2 separate regions of the Mus musculus genome follow, and region 2 is linked to region 1. Evidence: chromatin contacts called from public HiChIP or PLAC-seq data. All regions are on one chromosome and are shown on one strand. The core of a region is the stretch at or near the end of the contact, and the rest is flanking DNA. Distances in the headings are between cores, read along the strand shown.

The links. HiChIP or PLAC-seq counts read pairs in DNA pulled down with a chosen protein or histone mark.
Region 2: a contact with region 1 is called in an H3K27ac HiChIP or PLAC-seq map of heart atrium, with 7 read pairs. The contact joins the enhancer-like site here to the promoter of Ptprm in region 1. A contact is called at or near these places in 1 of 484 Hi-C or Micro-C datasets (extraembryonic endoderm stem cells), 5 of 115 datasets of contacts at active chromatin or transcription factors (cardiomyocytes, embryonic stem cells, extraembryonic endoderm stem cells and 2 more) and 2 of 9 other capture datasets (liver and pancreatic islet).

The regions. Positions count from the first base shown.
Region 1 is chr17:67,351,077-67,356,814 of GRCm38.p6, forward strand. Ptprm (protein tyrosine phosphatase, receptor type, M) reads right to left here and starts at 3,383. Exons shown (of 31, transcript NM_008984.2): 1 at 2,881-3,383. The coding sequence starts at 2,953.
Region 2 is chr17:67,510,892-67,516,662 of GRCm38.p6, forward strand. No RefSeq gene overlaps it. Among named protein-coding and RNA genes, the nearest start is that of Gm36201, 120 kb to the right of the region's middle. Within about 2 kb of position 2,005, at least 26 of the 459 cell types and tissues checked have an H3K27ac peak or open chromatin away from gene starts, as enhancers often do. A contact at or near this core is called in extraembryonic endoderm stem cells and heart atrium, where this site is marked.

The DNA of each region.
Region 1 (5,738 bases), core at 2,133-4,632:
AAAGACAGACAGTTAACTTTGCTATTTTGCCTAGCAATTTGATAGAGTAAAAAATGGAAAATATGTTTAAGTTAAACACTCATGGATTATAAAATCCATGTGGGTCCAAATCTTAATTCTTTTTCCTTATACTGAGTCCATTTTGAAAAATCTAGAGGGGGTGGCGGGGAAGAGCCTACCTCACTTCTATAAATGATTGGTAATGAGTCTCAACTCCACGCCCATTCTAAGAGGCAGGAAAGCCATGGAGGAGGACAGCAAAAATGAGTGCATAAACTCATGGTTTCATCCATGAGGTGGGCACCAAAAGGAAAATGTCAGCTCAAACTGTAGGAGGGAAGGGGGCTGGGTATGGAACCCTGCGCTTTGAGCACCCAAGTCAAGGCCTTTGCCACTGAGCTATAAGCAAAGACTGTCTGTCAGGGATTCCTCCTTCTTTCCCTCCCTCCCTCCTTCCCTCCCTCCCTGTCAGGCCAGTCAGTTACACAGTTTCAAAGCTTGCCAAAGGCAGTGAGTGACTCACGCTAGTAACTTATAAAATAAACAGTAAGTGCCGGGCGTTAGGTCCAAGATTCTAAATTAAGTGTTATATGGGAAGATGGGGCAGGGGAGGGCTCAGCCCTGGAAGGGCTTACAGTAGGATGTTTCACTGTATTCCTGAACCAGTGTACAACAGCCAGATACTGCAGAATTGTATGAAAGGGAGATGCTGGTGCCACAGCATCAGAATTAATCTTCTCAACGTGCACATAATGAACCGTACAACCCTCAACCTCCCAGAGCAGAAAGTGCCCAGCCTCTGTTTTCCAAAAGCCAGCCTGAGGGAGGGGGCCATGGGAGGTCCAGCAACAAGTCTGAGTTTTGCAAACAGGAACCTTGGCAACTTCAAAGTTTTACATTTTCAACATCTCCCAACAATCGTTTTTACACAGCCTTTCATTTCCCTTCTCCCCGCTAACATACAAGGATAATTCTAGATTTCCAAATAGAAAAGGAAAGGTGTTTCCATCCATACCAAAACACAAATAGAAATGACTTTCCCCCACCCCACCCCCCCACCCCCCGCAGCAAGAGGAAAATAAGGGTAAATGTTAGCTAAAGTTTGTTTTGCTAGTTAAAAGGATCCTTTAAGGATCTTTAAGAAGAATACCACTGAACCATACAAATACTTTTGCCCACCTCCTTAGACACGATTTAAGACTCTGCCACAATGACACTTGACACAGCTTAAATTTAAACAAACCCCATCTAAGAGACTTAGGCATGCTAACAGAGAGAAAACATCACCTAGGCCTTCAAACTTGGCTTTTAATACCGAGTTACGGGGCTTCCAAAGTGACACACGTTTACTTTATTATTTACTAATAAGAATACAGCCAAAATCTGTATCCACTTTTTATCAGACAGCTGTGAGTGCCTGCATCAACACCTCATCTGCAGTGAGATGGCCACACTGTTAGGGAGAAAGTAAGTAAGCTAGAGGAAGCGCGTTTCTCTACCGAAGTTGTCAGTTTGGGTTTCGTTCAACACATTGCACAGCTGAGTAGCAGCTCCTCTCCCTCTCTACCACCAACTATGCGCAAGGGTCTTGCTGCTCAGCACCAAGCCTGATGTAACCTATGTGCCTATTCCGTGCCTATGAATACAAAGGACTAGCATCCCAGGATGCCCAGAAAGGCAAACCTGATGCTTCCACTGGCCAGAGGTCTATGTGGCTTTAATGTCTGTAAATGGTACTCCTTACTTTCATGAAAGTTCCTTTCACCAATATTCTTTTTTAAAACAAATTTATTCAGCCTTCCCGAAAACACATAAAACCCCATTTTGCAATTCTTGTTCAAGGTTAAATGCGGCCCTTTTTATTAAAAGAGAAAGGTAACACTCCACTGCCACCATTGTGTGTGGACATTCGTGAAACTAATAAACACGAGGCAGTGTGCGCGTGTTGTCAGCGTTTGCCAAGCATCCACGTGCGTCCTCCTGGGACAGAAGATACCAGAAGCCCTGCTACTCTGTGCCACCCACCTTCGGTTTTGCTCCTGACCCCTGACTCTGGTCCAGATCCCTCTGTCTACACCAAGAGCTCCTCAAGGCTCGCGAAGCCTGGGTGAGCACAGCCTCCGGTTGGCTTGATGCACACAGCCAGTACGTGCCCCCTCCTTTCAGCTAGGACCCCCGCGCAGCTGAGCTGGGTTAGCAAGTTGTCCGGACCCGGGCTGCACACCTTTAGGGAGGCCGAGGATGGAATCTGGGCGCTCAGCCACAGTGGCGAGGGCTTGGGGAGCAGCAGATTCCTCTAGGATCTCAGAAACCTCCCGCGGTGCAGAAAGGGAACGCTGGCACAGCGAAGCCGCGCCACAGAGGGGACCCGCTGAGGTCGCCCACCGCGCCGGGCAGGGGGCGGCAGGGATGTCAAGTTTGGGGTGGTCGCCAGCTACACCTCTAGGTTTGACGCTCGCCGCAAGCTCAGCTGAGCACTGGCAGTCCACCGCGGCTGCCTCCAGGGTCGAGAGGCCCGCTCAGCGCCTACTCCCGGCGGCTACAGCTGGGAACTTTAGGCAAAGTTTTCTGCCCTTCCTGCCCAGGCCGCCCAAGAACACTGAGCCCCCATGCACAAGTCCAGGCCCTGAGGGTACAGGGGCCGAGATGGAGGTCCCTGTTTCTGCGCCCGTGCTTGTCCTGCGGGCTCCTGCGTGTACTGTACGGGCTCCGTGGCTCCACAGCTGTTTTCCTCCGGCCATCCGCCAGCCCGGCTCACCCGCTACGCGATGCCGGGTCTTCCCTGCCCCTGCCCGGCCCTGAAGCTCGCCTCGGACTTCTCCCACCCGGGTGTCGCCTACGTCCCAGGCGCCCCGGGAACGGTAGTGGTGTCTCGCTTACCTGAAAATGTTTCTCCGGCCGCAGTTAGCAAAAGTCCAGCTAAAGTCACCAGGCAAGTCCCAAGTGTCCTCATGGTGCTGAGTACGCGCCGGGCCGCCTCGGGGCGGCGGCGGCCGGTAGCCTCGGGAAGCCAAGGGAGACCCGAGCCTAAGCTGCAGGCTGCCAGGGTAGACGCGACAGCAGCGAAACACCAGACCCCAAAGTGACAACAGTTGCACAAGTCCGAAGTCCCGCGGCTCCCGGGCGTGGGGACGGCGTCCTGGATCCTCCTGCCCTCCCGCTGGCCCCCGCTTAGAGTCTGGCGCCACGGGGAGAGAGAGCGGAGGGCGCGCCCGCGGAGCCCAAATCCTCGCTGGGATCCGGTGATGAGCCCGCCTAAGCGCTACCCCTAATCGGGACCGAGCCGCCCGCGGCGCCGTGGCCGTGGCCGTGGCTGTGATCGCGCGCTTGTAGCCCGCCGCCTCTCCCACAGCCCCAGCCACCTCCGGCAGTGGCGCGCCGATGGCCGAGCCCGCGCAGGCTGCGCGCGGGGCTCCTGCTCCGCGACTGACTGGCGATGCCCCGCAGGCCGGCTGGAAGGAGCCCACGTCACGGCCGGGCCGGAGCCGCCGCGGCCCGCTAGAGGGCGCGAGCGCCCGTGTCCCCGGCCCCGGGCCAGCTCGGCCTGCGCGGCGCCTGCGGGCTCTGTGGGGCGGCCACCAGCAAGATGCGGGCGGGACCCGGCGGGCAGGAGCAACCTCCCGGGGCGCCACCCTCGACCCTAGCTCGCCTCCGCAGCGCCTCGGGTTTCCCACGCTGGCCTCGGGGACAGGGACCGCGCCCCAGCCAGAAGTTTGTCCCGGGTCACGGACGGCGAGTAGTTGGAGCGCGCCAGGCACGGGGCGGTAGTGTCCCGGGCGGTGGCGGTGGCGGCTGGCTTGCGAGCGCCGACCAGGAAGAAGCCAGAGCCGCCAGCGCCCAGGGCCGCTTGATCTGCTGCTTTCAAGGGACACACAAGCCTCTGTGCCCGAGCCCCGCGCCTGAGAAGCAGGATGCGCTTCTGCCGCTCCACTGCGTGGTGTCGCCGCCAGTGCGGCCCGGAGCTAGGAAGACAGCAGTTGCATGGAACCATGGATTGGGCAGAACCGAGGATTTCTGCAGCTGGTGCAAATGGAGAGTGTCTTGAAACATTTTAATTTGCCGTTTGGGGTCTGAGACGACTATTTTATTAAGTGAACACAAACGCTATTAATGATTAAATTAAAACTCAAATTCAAGATTTTATTTCATTTTATTTTATTTTATTTTATTTTATTTTATTTTTAAAAGCCGTTCTTCATCTTGCTCAGAGTACAGCCATTAGGGCACCTGTAGGTTATTTACCAAGCTAACTGCGGGCCATGCTGGTTAAACTAAGATCCCAATTTGTGTTGTGATACATGCAAGTAGGTTAGTGCTCAACAAGAGCTCTTACATTGCTTTCCCTGGGGGACCTTTACACTGTCTTTGGCTGCTTAGTGGTGCTTTAAAGACCAAAGAAATAAGTGACTCTCCCACTCCTCTGGTTTAAGGCTCTCTGGTGGCCCCAGAACCGGCCAAAGATGACGTTTGCGATCATCTCCCAGGACATATGTGACCCAGTACTTTTATGTCTTCCAGACCAAACACAAGACCAGCTTGTTTTCAGGCAGGAGTCCTCATGAGGCCTTCCATTCATAAATCTCAGTGTTAACCATTCACTTGCCACTATCCTATGCCGCCACTAGCCTTTATCTGAAAACGAGCCTGCTGGGCTTCTCCTGAACTTGGAAGGGAATTTTTGAAGTCTCATACTTAATTCAAAAGGATCAACAAGTGACAGAGGTTTAATCCGCCACTTGATTTTCTTGATGAAATTATACCTTATAAGATAATTGAGATTTGCTTTTTAAAAGCGAACGGTGACAGACACACCCCCCACCCCATTTTGATGCTTGTGGGTGCATCCGTAAAAAAGGTAAAAACCAACTGCGCTCTCATTGCTTTCCCGTAACATCTTTATGTTGGATGAAGAGATTGATATCATGTAAAACTCCATTCCTCACATGCGTCAATTCTTAATTATGTGTCAATTCTTTCTTTAATTAATAATTAATATTTTTTTTTACATTCCAATTGCTGCCCTCCCCCTCCCCAACAATACAATTACTGCAAACCACAGAGGAGGCATTGTGCTAACTGCTGAAGGCTGTTTTGGGCTGGTGGCTCCTTGAGAAACAGACCCTGGGCTAGGGTGACTTTGACTTGAGGTGATTCCCAAGAAGGAGAGAAAAGAGACTAGGGACAGAATGAGGACAGTGTCTGGTGTACTTGAGAACAGGATGTCAACTCAGCCCCCCTGGATTTAGGTATCTAACTGCTGTCACCACAGTCTACCCTAGTTCTCCACAGAAAGCATTTCTTCCCTCAGGACTTAAAACCTCCTGGGGGCTCTGTGAGTTTCAGCTGTCCCTCTGTTCTTACAGGTGACAGTTCTGAGCTAACTGCACTATTTCCAGTCCATGCTTTAAAGAATGACGGGGGTTTGGTTGTGGCACCCTCTGATTCCTGGGAGCCCTGTTTATTTACTGCCTCAAAGCCACCTTTGGTCTAAATAAAAAGAAAGCAGGGCCTTCCCATGGGGTTGTCCCTGCAGGAGCCTTCCCAGGGAACTTGTCTTTGACTTGTGTTTTCATCTGTAGAGAATTCTCTGTTCAGTCTAACCACTCTCCGGTCACTCCTGCCTCTCTGGGGACAAAGGTGACATTTGCAGAATGGTTGGCCAGAGTGAGGAGTGCTGTCAGGCCAGTTTCTAAGACGAGTGGGTTCTGGGAGAATAAAATCAAAAGCCCAGTCAGTGT
Region 2 (5,771 bases), core at 755-3,254, 160 kb after region 1:
CTTTACTCATTTACCCCTTACTTTAATCATTGTAAGGGGTGTGTCATTGCTATTACTATACAAAGCAAAGAGAATCCACGTAGTAAACACAAGCCAGTGCACTGTGTGCTGTGGGCTGTCGTGTTCTCTTCAGCTCCACCTCATGTGATCCTCTGTAAAGGGACCAGCCATGTCTTGAGAACAGGTACACGGAACGGAAACAGGTGGCAAGCTTTCCTGGAAGCCGGCAGCACACCTGTCCGGACTTATTTCTTGTGACTCTTGGCAAAGTGTCTACAGCACAGAAAGCCCCCTGAGCAGGGGACTTTGCAAGCAGATCAACTTCCTGAGGTCAGGGTGAACAAGGAAGAGCTTACAGGGTGGGAAGAGTGGCTGACAGGCAGGTTCGGGTAGAGTAGATGAGAGCTGAGCTTCAGGTGAGGAAGCCAGGCAGAGAGAATATAGATAGCAACATGGGTGCTTGGATCCAAGCAGCCCTTTGACCTGCTTGATCAATAACATAAACAAGGCACAGTCTACAGATTTGAGTTCAATAGAACTATGCTGTCCATGAGAGATCATGTGAAGCCGTTGTAACCTTTAAGACCTGGCATGGTTTGTGAGGTAAAGTCAAACCCAGACAGATCCACTGTGGTCATCTTCTGTCTTGCCCATTTCTTATCTGTCTCGGCCATGGGGGAATCCAGCAGGAGTCTTCCCACTTTCAAATGTAATCACTGTTGTTGGTGGAGGCCATGATCCTTTCTCACCCAGCTGGCTCCCATCACCAGTGCGCATGAAGGGTAAGCACATATGCACCTGGTTTCTGCTGAGCAAACACCCCCACCCCTGACAAAGAAGAAAGACCACTTGAGCCTTCCTAGAAGGCATCTGAGCCCCAGCTCCCCAAAAGGTGTGAAATTTATACCTAAGAATGTTCAAAAATATATTTCACTTAAATGACTTGAATTACTTCACATAAGAGGAGATACACAGTGGTGGCTTCACTTCCGGATGTCTAAGGGGCACAGTGGCCACAGCATGAAGGGACCTTGGTGGGAAACCCCAGGTGTCTGCCTGTTATTGTCACCCAAGGACCCAGTATGAGCCATCAGGAGACAGCATCCATCTCTCAGCCCCCGTGCCTCTCTGGTCTCACCAGCTCCTGCTCTGACTCCCCACAACCGCCGAATTTGATGCTGTCTTCATCTCTGGTCTGTCCTTTTTTAACCATTTGCTGGTTTGATTTGTCTTTTCCTCTCTCCTGTGTCTGAGGACGCAGGCAGGCTCTGTTAGCCCCTTTCCCTTCTTAGTAGGAGTCAGAGGAACCAGGCCTAGGGAGTGTCCTTTAGCCACTTCCTTTTGATCAGGGAGAAAAGGTGTGGTTTGACTCCCCACTTTTGGTCTCCAAGCCCTTGCTGCCAAATCTGCCTAGACACTTACGTTGTTCAATGTGTTTTTCTCTCTCCAGCATCAGCAGGCTGCTCGTGTGCCTGACTAACTGATTTTTTCCATACTTGGATAGTGATAGTGATGGGGTCCCACCATAAATGGATTCTGTCCTTCTTTTCTCCATATACCATTTGTTCTTTGCTCCTCAGTGTTTCAGAAATCCCTGTAAACACACACAGACACACAGACACACAGACACACACACACACACACACACACACACAAATAACTCCACACTTCTTGTAATTTTTGACATTTTCCAAACAGCAATTGCTTCATACACCATTTAGCTAGGTTCTACCCTAATGGGGGCAGGATCACATCATAACCGGTTTTAGTAACTCAACAAAACATTTGAGTTCAAGCCCCGCCGTTTACCAAGACCCTAATGCATTGTTCCAAACAATGAAATAGCATTCCTATCAGACAAGGCCATCTTTTTCCTGCCAGGGTCCAGTGGACCCTACTTCAGGAGGAGACACATATAAACCGGAAGCCCCGCCTCTTCCTCTTCCTCCACCTGGTCCATTTGCCAGGACACCTCCGGAAAAGCTGCTCTCCCCTCGGCTGCACTCAGCACAGACCTGCCTGGTAACTTAAGGGCTGGCCTCTGCTCACTCAGAGCCTGTCCCCAGCTCCCCTGGGCTGTTTATCTCATTCCTCTTCCTGAGACACAACAGAGTCAGTCCAGGCTCAAAACACTATCAGAACAGGACTTTTTTCCCCTGCAGATACGCATAGGAACAACTTTGGGATATAAAGACTTAAAACAATGAACATTGTTTGAGATAGAATAGGGCTAAGTCCTGTACAAACAGCTGGATGAAATATATCTCTATCTGCCACTGTCTCTGATTTAAACAATACATAAGATGTTTGTGTAAAACTTGGCATAGCTAGACATGCCTGTCATGAATTGGACCCAGCCCCTCCTGGCAGCAGCTGGGAGAAAGTGACATCTTTCCCTAAGGCTCACTTCTTGCTCTTCTGCATGCACTCCCTCCCAGGACAGCATCAGATGGGTTTTCTGACATCTGCTACTGCATCCTGCTCATGTAGCCTGGCAACAGTGACCAGGTACCCTTGCTGGAACACGCTGCTTCTCCCCAGGCAGGAGACACTGGGTCCACTTGCTCAGTTTTTCCTCATCTGTGCCTCAGGAACAGCCTACCTAGAGTAAGTCCTTAGTGTGACCTTCCCATGTCAGCTCTTGGGTGGCTGAGAGTCCATGAGAAAGCTGCAGATGAGACACAGTGGGCCTCAGGACAGTGACCTTGGCAGGGCATGGTCTTGGTTGAGGGGCTAAGTCTGGAGTTAGGGAGATATGGGTCTCTGAGGGCCCCAGCACATTCAGGCATCCTCTAATTTCGTCTTCTCTGTACTTAAAGCTCTTGTTTTTCTTTAATGTTTCCTTGCCTCTTGCAGAGAAAAGGAAAAACTAGACCAGGTCACATGTAAGCATGTGTTCACCTGTGGTCCACCTCTCTATCTGGGGTGTGCTTCTCTAGAGAAGGATTCTTGATTGCATTTGTGTGTATACAGGCACGCACATACATGCACACACATGCACATGCACAAAAAGGCACACACATACATGCCCACAATACACACACACATATATCCACAACACATACGCACACAAACACATACACACACATATACGCATGCATACTCGACTGCACAGATGTACACTTCCATGTCCACATGCACACAAACACACCCATGCATTTATACACACAAACATACACATGTCCTCCCACATGCATGCACACATGCACACACCCACACACACATATACACAGGAACAGACACACACCCCAGGGAATCTGTACCTCAAGACGTGCCGGAAAGTCACCATGAGGCAAAATGAGATAGACCCACGGGAGAAAGGGCCTGGAGGCTTTCTGAGGTTTTTGTTCCCCTTATTGCCAGTAGAGATTTCACGTCTACATCTTCTCCAGTGTCAATATGTGGGGAGTTTTGACAAGCATACCACAGAAGCCTCATACTAGAACATGAAAGGTTTGCTAACTTCCTTGGATATTGCAGACAGAGAACCATTTTAGGAAGGTCAGCTGTGGCCAGTGCGAACAGGTGTAGTATGTAGTAAGTAAAGTGACAGATGACCCAAGCCGTGGGTGTCATCAAAAGCCAAGCAGTCCACTGTGTCCGCTGGCCATTCACTTTCCTGTCTGCATGTCATGGTGATTGGATTGAGCTGAGGGGCAAGCCTTGTACGGAGTGTCAGTTGACTTCTTGATAGGATCTGGGTTGGCTCTACACAAGTGGTTGTGTGGTAGAAGTATTCATAGTCTGTGCAGCCAATACCCTGTAAAGCATTGTGCTGCTAATTATAAACACTGGCCCTCCAAATCCCAGCTTCCTCCCATTCTTCCTACATCCTCCAGATGGCCAAAGTTTGGACCTGTTCTCCCACGGGCCCCTGCATCGATAGCTGGGGCCTGCTAAGTCAGTGTCCAGGGCTCAGGTTGGAGGGTGGACTATGAGGTTGAGATTCTCTGAAGAAGTGTCTGTGCCTCCTTGCAGAAGCCATGAGCAGCCACTAGCTCCTGCAGGAGGAGGCAGGGCCTTTTGAGCTCCTCTTCCATCCACACTGGAGTTGTCCAGTGCTTGATCTCCTGCAGGTCTTGTGCAGGTCTGACAGTGGCAGAAAGACAATAGACATGGTGTCACAGTGTGTTAGAAGCCCTCTGCCCTCCCCGACTAAGGGATGTTGTGCAGGCCCCCTAATCTCTGAGCATCAGCAATTACTTCCTGTGAAACGAGATCCAGATCAGCCATTTCCAGCATTCCTATTGGAAGACATCACCAGACAGCTTTGCTTGTCACCTCCCAACTCAGGCAAGACTAGCATCTTCAGAGCAGTGTGCGGAGTCTACCCCCAAAGGGGCTCACACTGCCAAGCTAGGTACGGATAACACTGAGAGCGGAGAGCTCCATCTGACCACAGGGCAAACACAGAGACCCCCACCATGTCCACCTCAGAGAAGGATTTGTGTAAAGTTGTCTCTTCCCCTCTTGGCAGCTCCTGCTTGTGCACAGCCTCCTGGCTGCTTCACTCCAGTTTGACACAGGTAGACTCCGGGAGGGACATTTGCCCCCGGGGGCAAGGGATATTTGCCCTAGCCCCTCCCTGACACCATAGGGCCTTGTAGAGTCTAAAGCACACTTTGTTCTGCCCTCTCTGGCTTCATTTTACTGTAGATCCAGCTAAAGATAATTTTATGCACCATTTCTTTATATGCTGTTTCTCATGGGCCTGGAACATGACTATGATGTTGCATGAAGTCAGGTGAAATCAGGAATGTGTTGGATATTAAACAATTCCTTCTTAAGAGTATCCTTCTCTAGAGTGCAGGGTCTCCCTCCTTCAGCCACTCTAACAACCCCACACTGGCTAGTGAGCGAGCGAGGCAGCTCCTCCTGCTTCCACTCCCCCCACCCCGAGCTGTGAGACTCAGCCCTGGAGGCATCTACTCCTCCAGTGTGTGAAAGAGCAGACAGGCATTGCTAACACACACACACACACACACACACACACACACACACACACACACACAGAGATACACACACACACACACACACACACACACACACACACACACTTTCCCATCTTAGGCTCTTAGGCTTCCGGGGCAGGGCCCACTGCCAACGCACAGCCTCTCAGAGGCCGCTAACATCCATAACAGCTTCAAGACAACTGTCTTAATGCTCGCACCAAAATCATCCTTTATGCCCCATAAAACAAATGGCTCCAAAACCATCTTTCAGCAGCTTTATTTTCTGTTTACTAAATTACTTATTTTACAATAAACCTGATGAGAGCTATGCCTCATTATGCTCCAGTCCTACCCTAGCAGAAATGAAATAATTGTAGACTCAAGCACCTCTGGGTTGCTTGCAGGTCTCATTCATCTTCCGATCCTCTCCCTCTCTTTCAGCTTCACGATGGATATAGGCACCGTTGTCCTGCCATGAGTGGGGTCTCCGCCAACCCCATGGGTTTATACCCTGAAGGGTGTTTGGGAAGGAATTTTGTTGGAATTGGTAGCAACCATCCCACAGCGCAAAAGTGCCCGCCACATGGCACATGCCTTTAATCCCAGCACTTGGGAGGCAGAGGCAGGCAGATTTCTGAGTTCAAGGCCAGCCTGGTTTACAGAGTGAGTTCCAGGACAGCCAGGGTTACACAGAGAAACCCTGTCGCGAAAAACCAAAAAAAAAAAAAAAAAAAAAAAAGAAAGAAAGAAAGAAAGAAAGAAAAAAAGTCAAGCTTCAGCTAGAACAGAATGCTATACAATGTGAGCGTCTAATGGAGA